Regions from separate parts of the Anas platyrhynchos genome. Here all the other regions are linked to region 2. Evidence: chromatin contacts called from public Hi-C data. All regions are on one chromosome and are shown on one strand. Each heading gives the region's core, a stretch centred on a gene start, on an enhancer-like site or on the middle of the called end of the contact. The rest is flanking DNA. Distances are from core to core; before and after follow the strand shown.

Region 1 (2,700 bases), core at 186-2,685, 120 kb after region 2:
TAACACATATTCCGGGCACCACTGAGCAGGAGGAAAAAAACCCGAGCAGGAAGCACCACGAGCTTATCGCTGAGATGAGAAAAAGCCCAAATTCTAAGCAGCGGTACAAAAGGCCAGCGGTCAGCTCAGACAGGGATGGGATTTTTAAGTACACACCGAGACTGCCTAATGCTGGCAGTGCTGTATGTCATGGCAACAGATGGTTTGCAGAAGTGGCCCTAAAACTCATGTGCCATGACCTCGAGCCAGCAGGAGCTGTGGAAAGGGAAGGCTGGCAGGGCAGCGTGCATCCAGGGCCCTAGCTCCTTCCACAGCTCACCATCAGACAACAAAATTCGGCCTCAGCTCACCTTGGCAACTCTTGTATTCCCAACGAGATGCATGAACATAGCCCTAAAGTAAAACTAAACTGCGTTTTTCACCACCCTGTGCACAGAGAAGCCCCCCGATGCTCAGTGTGAGGGAAATGTCGGCAGCTTCCCCCCAGAGGTGGAGCTGCCTTGCAGAGACAGTTCAGGTTTCAGCAGCACACAGTCCAGCCAGTCATTGAGATAGAGCCAGTCACAAAATTCAGATCCAGATCTGATGAAGCCTTCAGATACATCCACATTTCACCCTGTGTTGCAATGCAGGGCTTGGCTCTTCCCATTACAAAACCAATTACCTCCAAAATGCAGTGTTGTACCCCGGACTGGCTTTCCACCTCTTCCTTGAGCAAAGTTCACGAATTCACACCTTGACTAGTCAGAGCAGCTGCACCACCAAGGGATGGAGAGGCCAGTTCAGACCAGTTACCATTCAGCCTGGCTCTTCCTCTGTTTGAGGAAGAGCAAAGCATCACCTGGAGCCCTCACCACCTCCTCACGTGCTGCTGCCTCTCCTGGCTTGGCTGCACGCAGCAGTGGTAAAGCCCACGCAGACTCCCCCGCCTCAGACTTAAACCTGAACAGATTACAGCTGTTAGTGTGAAGCTAAAGGCCTGCCAAGGCTGTTTCCTGCTGGTAGAAAAGCCCACTTTGGGGACGCATCCCCAGATCACATCTCTGAGGCAGAGGCTAAGGAGCATTCATCCAAACAGCGCAGCCTGAGCTCACCTCTGGCCAGCACCAGTGACTCACCAGGGCTGAAGCCCTTCTCTCTGGGATTTCTCTCTCACTCTGGCAGCTTTACCAACCGTGGGCGCCCACACGGAGGTCCCACAGGCCCCCAGAGCACAGGCAGTGCTGGAGATGGAGACCAGCCAACAAACCTTCAGGAGAACTTGGAGGAGTCAGATTGCAGAGACAAAAAAAATGCTACTTTCATCCCAGTGTTTCATAAGGGAGGCTCACGCCCGAGCACGGTGTTTTTTCCTCCACTTTGAGTCACTGGGACCTCTTTCAATAAGCCGTGTGTTAGCCTCCACAAAGGCAGGGCAGCTTTTCAGCTCCTGTTGCTGGCAGGAGGGAGCGAGCAGAGCAGGCGCAGTGCAGGAGCGTGACAGCTTGCTGAGCGCTCACACCGCCCCCGAGGCATTGACTTTCCAGAGGTGCTGCCATCGCTGCAGATGTTACCGAGCTGCCCCGGGCCTGCCAAGCAGCGATAGTGACTCAGACCAGACAGCTGACCCACGCACACGGCTCGGGTGCCTCTGTGAGGGATCGAGCAGATAACCACGGGCCCCAACAGAAAAGCTCCCGTTTCCATGCTCCTGAGTGCTGGCTGGAGCTGGCTTCATCGCAGGGGTGGCTGAATACTCAAAAAGCTCCAAAGGTCTCAGCCTGCCAACGACCCAGCAAGGCAAATGATGATTTGGAAGCAAAATATTTACCTAGCAGAGCGGGTAAAGTGCAGCAAGCTTTACGAAATCAGCTGCAAAACCCCATATGCGGATGTCATGTACCTGGAAAGCTCTTCGGTGTGCTGGTGACAGAAAGGGGTCTCCTAACCAAGCACCGGCAAGACTTGGTGACTTGCAGACACTGGGTCATAAGGAAAAGGCTGCTTTTCACAGAAACCCGTTTACTTTTCCTCTTCATGGCCGTGCCTTTCTCATTTCAGAGATCAGTTTGCTTTTGCCAGATGGAATCAAAGTCACCACTGTGAATTCAGCATTTTTTTTCTTTTTTCTTGGAAAGCACCAGTCAGTACCATGTCAAGAAAAACAAACAGAGAGGTTTGCTTAGGATCTATTTAAAGCACATCAGCAGTGGTAGCTCCAATAACAACCCCAGGGCCAGCACTGGTGTTTGTGACAAAACTACTGTGTGTAAGAAGGGCAAGAACATTGCAGGCAACTTTCCCTCTATTGGGCTTCCATGCTAAATCAGCCCTTACATTTTCCCCTTTCACCCAAAGAGGTCAGAAAAGTAGGGTGCAAGGCAAATGCTCCTGAAAGGGTCGGATCCAAATAGAAAACGCTCTGTGGTTCAGACCTGGCAGCCAGGAAGGAGAAGCAGCCTACCAAGAAAAAGTGAAACTCCCTGTGAGGAGATTGTGCTGGCTCTGCTGAGCAGGGAGGGAAACACAGTCCCAAAATGGTGCAGAGCATGCTTAGGCTGAAGAGCTCAGCTTCAGCATTGCACAACCCAAGCAGGAGGGCCCAACTTCAGCGTCCCCAGCACCCAGACAGCTGCTATTTGCAGTCAGCAGCCATACAGGAGAAGTCTTGGAGCTCAACCACTGCGAGCAGACACGAGGCCCACCTCTACCCACACTGCC
Region 2 (2,700 bases), core at 72-2,571:
GGGCCTTTCCTCACCTGCAACCACTCAGCTGAACACTCTTTCAGTGCCTGTTGAAGTCTCTTCTGTCCTTGGGAAGGGGTGGGTTGCCTGGCTTCTCAGCAGCACCCATACTGCCTTTGTGACTTGTGGTAGCCCCTGACATTAGGAAAGATGCCTTACTTTTCCATTCCTTCTATTGCTCCAATTATTTTTTTTATTTCCTTTAATGCTGCAGTTATTCCTGGAGGCATGAGTTGTAAAGATGGAAATAGATGAAGGCAATTGTATGCCTGGAAGACATCCTCCCCTTCAAACACCTCTTGATATGCGTCCTAATGGCTTCATTACAGGGATGCTAGTGAATATTGCTAGCTCTGCATATTTTTATTTTTAATTTGTTCTGCTTACATTGACTGCATGAATTGTTTGCTTCAAACTTAGAGCCCTTATGTGGTGATGAATTCACTGGGTACAGCTGAAAGCAGAGGATTTGGTGGTGCCAGCAACACTGATTTGACTTGCAATTTACTCTGCCTAATGGCACGGAGACATTGCATTGCTTTAATTCAGCTTTGCATGGTTATAATTCCTTTCCGTCTCTGGCGTAGTTCTGAGGAAGCCTTTGCAGCCTAGCACACTTAGTAATGTCCTACTGTCTTCCTAGCATTCATTCCCCTGATGGCGTGCTACTGCTGTCTCTTGGCACGTAGCGGAGAGTTTTATTTTTGCCCTTTTGCACCATATTAATGTCATCACCGTGCGAGCTTTCCTACGCTGTGCACATTTTTCTCACAGCACCAAAGGTCTTCCCTGGTGTCCTCTGCTTCATATTTATGCTTTTGGCTTTGATGAGGTTTTACGCTTATCAGTTCTACCTGGCTATGCCCACCCCACTGCTGCTCAGTTTTTGGCTGGGTGCCTTTGCAGCAGCGTTAGACACACCTGTAGTTTACCAGCAATGAGGACAGCTTTTCCTTCAGCAGTCTCATTGCCCTTTTTTTCTCACTTACGAATCTACCACTAATTACTTCAGGTTTTAAGATCTCCTACTCCCATGAGTCAGCCATTTTCCGTGCAGTTTGGCAGCATACCAACCTATTGTTTCTCCAGATTCTTGATTACACAACTGTGGGGCAGATACCTCCTGAATGTGTCATTTTTATTATTTTTTTTTTTCTGAGGACTGGAAATGCTTCTGAGACATTTCTAGGATTTTGCATGGGGTTCTTCCAGTCTGCAGTTGGTATACATCCAGATGCTGCAGAAGCACATGGGAGCCACTGCCAAGTTCAGCTAGCAGTGTGAATGGGCTTATTTTGGCTTCCTGTTTACCCAGCCCCATGGCAATGTGTTAGATTTCTCATGTGACTCAAAAGAATGGCTCACAGAGCTATTGTCAATGCTTCCTCTTTCATTTTCTGCAGCATTGGGACAGAAACGCAGTGTGAATCCATGATGTTCTTCTCCATACCTCTGTGTTCAGGGAAAGTGTGGGGTTGTCTCTTTTTTTTCTTTTTTTCAGTCTTCATAGCTGCTCATGACATACACTTATTCTCTTTTGCCACCACATTCAGTGTCCAAACCAAATATGAACCTGACAGAGAAACAGGGAGCTGATGCTGGTTGCTTTTCCCCTTCCCTCCTCCCCTGGGAGTGCACAGTGGTCAGGAGCCCCCCTACTTTCAAGCAGAGCTAGCTCCTCTCCTGGAGCTCACGCAGCCCACCCCAGAAGGAAATTGCCAGCTCTTCTTGGGGGTGCACCATTGTTTAGGGCAGGCCCCAAACAATGAACCAGGCAGGGAAGGGCTGCGAAGACTGAGACTGTGGGTTTTGTGCAGGAGTCAAAGCAAGAGACAGCTGTGCAGCCTGAAAGATGATCAGAAGATAAAATGGCAGAGGCTGGATTTCTAAAGACATTCTAATGCCAATTAGAAGCCTGAAATCTCCCTGGCTTGCCCTGCCCCAGAAATTCAGATCAAATCATGCTCTGAGTTATTCCCACAAAAGGAACTGGAAATTCAATAGGTCAGCTTGCCAGCTAGAATAAGTCCACTAACTCCACGCTCCCTGTCATCAGAGGACCTGGCCCCATGACTATGAGCTGCAGATTTTCCACATGGCTGTTTCCCTGGGACTTGCATCATCACCCTGCACAACAAGGAGAGTCCAAGGTCCCAGTGTAGGAGCTTTTTAAGGAAGCAAAGGAAGAGAACCAACAAAAGCTCAGGTTCACGTCATTCACCTGGTTTAGTAGGGTTTTGGAGCAGTACCTCCCCATATCCTCAAACACCATGTGATTGTTGCCAGATCTTAGTGCCAAGTCCTTCAGCTGACATCGGGAATGGGTAAGGTCAAGGACCCACAGAGCAGCTGTGCCACAGTTTGCTTCTAGCCAGTCCCACCCCACTGACAGTGCAGCACTTACAGAGTCAGGGTACAGACACAGAAAGCCTTAAATGCTGCCTCCTGATCTACTTGTTCATTAATATAGAAAAGAATATTCTGCATCTCAGCCTTACACTAAGGACCCCAATCATATCGTAGGATTTGTCAGACAAGATATGCCGGTGGAAATGAGTTCTAGCGATCCTGCCTGAAATCCCAAGAGCATGCCATCTGCCCCTAGGCAGAGAGCCCCCGGGCAGTTGTGTGCATCAATTGCTAGGTGTCAAGTCACCCATCCAGCTGCATGTGTGCATCTCCATCCGTGAGCTTCAACTA
Region 3 (2,700 bases), core at 168-2,667, 92 kb after region 2:
CCCATTGGTAAAAAAGAGAATGGTTTTCCTTACTTATCTCAGGGATGGGCTAAGCATCTTAAATCATTAATGTCTGCAAAGTGCTTTAATTTCCTTGGATAGAAGCTCTTACTCATGTGCAATGTATTATTAGACTTATTATTGCTAATAAACAAGAAAGGTAGGGCAGTTTTAACTCTTGCTAGGGCTTCAGTGGAGCCCAAGAGCACAGAGCCCTCTCTGGCCTCTGAAAGAACTAGCATGGAGGTGTCATATCTAGCAGTCCAAGAGGATGTCCCCCCGTTTTGTAGAGGAAGCAAGGCTCAGAGTAAGGCAGGGACTTGTTTAGGCATTTTGCGGAGCCAAGAAAAGCTCTCCTAGCCCTGGGCAGCAGAAGGGGAGAGCGCAGCACCTCTGCAGAGTGATGCACCCTCAGGGCCCGAGCTGGTCCATGCTCCCCTGGGGAAGCCAGGCCTCAGCCACCCAGCAAATCAGACAGGATAAGTTGCCAGTGATTTTTGTGAGGTTATACCACAAGCTGCATGTGGCACGGTGGCCACCCACTCCCTGGATGCTCTGACCGGGCATGTGGGATGCCACGGAAACTTACCCGAGCTGTCGCTGCCACTCAGGCCCTATCTAGGTGATAATGCCAGGCTGTGTGTTGGTTGCTGACAAGTGAATTGTAATCTACCAAAAGCTTTGCCAGCATGTTTTAATATATTAGAGCCTGGTTGTAAAAAAAAAATAAAAAATTCAGGGAGGGGGATTAACGTTACTTGATTCTGGCCAAGTTAATAAAATATGGTCTGACTTACTGCCAGGATACTTAATTCTTTTTTATTCAGAGTGGCTGGGTGATTTCACTGAGGTTGGCTCAGCGGGAAGCAGAGTCAGCTCTGGCTTTGTCAGCTCTTGTGTGTCACCTTCCTGGCTGGCGACAGCGGTCGTGTCCCCACGGGGCTGGGAGCTCAGGCAGAAGGGAGTCCCCTCCAGTGAGGCAGCACAGGCTGGAGCGGGGGGTGGCATCCAGTGTGACACAGGGCAGGGGGAGCCTGGTCTGGGGCAGGGCACGTGATGCTACAGAGGGCAACAGAGGAGGTTTGCTCATGGCTGTCATTCCTGCATGCCAGATTGGGATGATGGGGTGGCCACCACCCAGCCCTTCTCCTACACCTCCACGTTTCTCTATCTCACACCATGACTTCAGTGGAAGGGACATTTGTCACGGCCATGCTTGTGACAGCTCCCCATGCCCACTGGATCCTCTGTCTGATTATTTTCTGCCTTGTCTCTTAGAGCCACTTCAATTCCTTTGCCTGCCTGCATGGCAGCACTGACAATTCGCAGGCACTGCGCTGGCTGGCACCAGAAACCAGTCCACAGGCGGGCTCCTGCCTGCGCTCTGAATCACCATGAGGCTCCAGAGCTTTAAATGGGAAGCAGAGCACGCTGCTGTCTAGATAGACAAATGAAACTTCAACCAGCTCTCTAGCTTTGGAAACAAGCTCTGAATCATGCCGAGGGCAAGGTGCCAGGAGCGGCTCTGCTCTAATCCTGGCTCCACCGCTTGCTCGCTGTGTGGCCTTCAGAAAAGCTCCTCAGGGTAAATGCTGCTCCTTCCTCCTCCTCCCCACCAGCATCCCACCTGTCCCTGTGCCCCTGTGCTCAGCTCCTGGTGCCTGGTTGGGGTCGCTGCTCCAGCGCTAGCTATGCAGCTGGCTTCATGTACTTTGGGAAGGAGGAGGGAAATGCTCCCCGTAGCTCATGATAGCATGCTTTTCAGCAAAATGGGGCTCTTTTGCTTTCTGCCTCTCTCCCTCCTCCCGGGACCCTATGCTGAGTGCTTTGGGCAAGCAAAGCACCAGAGGATGCTGAGCAGGGTGGATGGCCGCTGCTGAATGAGGTTGCATGCAACAGCTTCTGAGCTCAGACGTAAAGGTCTTGGTGCTGCATTCATAAAAGCCCAGATTCCTTGGTAAACAGAGTGCATTAATATTTATTTTAAGAAGCTTGGAATCATGATTTAATACTGGAGAAAGGGCTATTCTTACACTATGTTAGCAGAGCTTGTTCTAATACAATATTTCCTAACTTCAGACATGGTAACCTAGTAAGCTCCATTACCACGCTAATACTATATAAAAATGATCCTTTATTATAAATCATACCGTACACCAAAAAGGATATAAATAGAGCCCCTGTGCGGCATTGGCATGCCTCATATTTCTCTTGGTTCACATTAAATGAGCCACTAAATTACAGTGTCCTTCTTTATAATATCATCCTCCAAAGCCAAGTATTTGGTGCGTTACACAGGGCTGTTCTAACAAGAGAAATTAGTATGGCTGGTTTAATTCAGCCAGGCCTGCCATGCATGTTATAGGAGAGGGTGCTAAAAATGGGCCAGAACGCACAATTTCATCGACCTTTCAAAAACCTCTCACTCGGATCTTGCTGTTGGAGCAGGGGCTGTCTCGGGGCTGACAGACAGCTCCCGGGGGTGCAGGGTCTGGCTGCCCCTGAGCTCCCCAGCAGCAGAGAGACAAGGGATGGATGGGGCAGGGGCAAGGATTTGGGTCTCAGCTTTGGTCTGTCGCTAGTCCTCTGCCAACAGCACTGCAGCTATTTTGTGATTTAGGAGAACACGGGTGCGGCCAGGCTCTGGTCCCTGCTGAGCAGTGCTGGCCATTATTTAACTTCCCTGTGTCTCGACTGCTG

The links. A called contact is a pair of places that touch in the nucleus more often than the background predicts.
Region 1: a Hi-C map of skeletal muscle shows a contact between it and region 2, with 5 times the contacts expected there. The contact joins two enhancer-like sites. A contact is called at or near these places in 2 of 8 Hi-C or Micro-C datasets (liver and skeletal muscle).
Region 3: a contact with region 2 is called in a Hi-C map of subcutaneous adipose tissue, with 2.6 times the contacts expected there. The contact joins two enhancer-like sites. A contact is called at or near these places in 2 of 8 Hi-C or Micro-C datasets (liver and subcutaneous adipose tissue).

Annotation. Positions count from the first base shown.
Region 1 is chr3:26,860,121-26,862,820 of IASCAAS_PekinDuck_T2T, forward strand. It overlaps LOC140002117 (a long non-coding RNA gene), which reads right to left. Exons shown (of 6, transcript XR_011808111.1): 2 at 1-2,108. Among named protein-coding and RNA genes, the nearest start is that of IRF2BP2, 70 kb to the left of the region's middle. Within about 2 kb of position 1,436, at least 2 of the 8 cell types and tissues checked have an H3K27ac peak or open chromatin away from gene starts, as enhancers often do.
Region 2 is chr3:26,738,825-26,741,524 of IASCAAS_PekinDuck_T2T, forward strand. No RefSeq gene overlaps it. Among named protein-coding and RNA genes, the nearest start is that of TARBP1, 14 kb to the left of the region's middle. Within about 2 kb of position 1,322, at least 3 of the 8 cell types and tissues checked have an H3K27ac peak or open chromatin away from gene starts, as enhancers often do. A contact at or near this core is called in subcutaneous adipose tissue, where this site is marked.
Region 3 is chr3:26,830,849-26,833,548 of IASCAAS_PekinDuck_T2T, forward strand. No RefSeq gene overlaps it. Among named protein-coding and RNA genes, the nearest start is that of IRF2BP2, 41 kb to the left of the region's middle. Within about 2 kb of position 1,418, at least 5 of the 8 cell types and tissues checked have an H3K27ac peak or open chromatin away from gene starts, as enhancers often do. A contact at or near this core is called in subcutaneous adipose tissue, where this site is marked.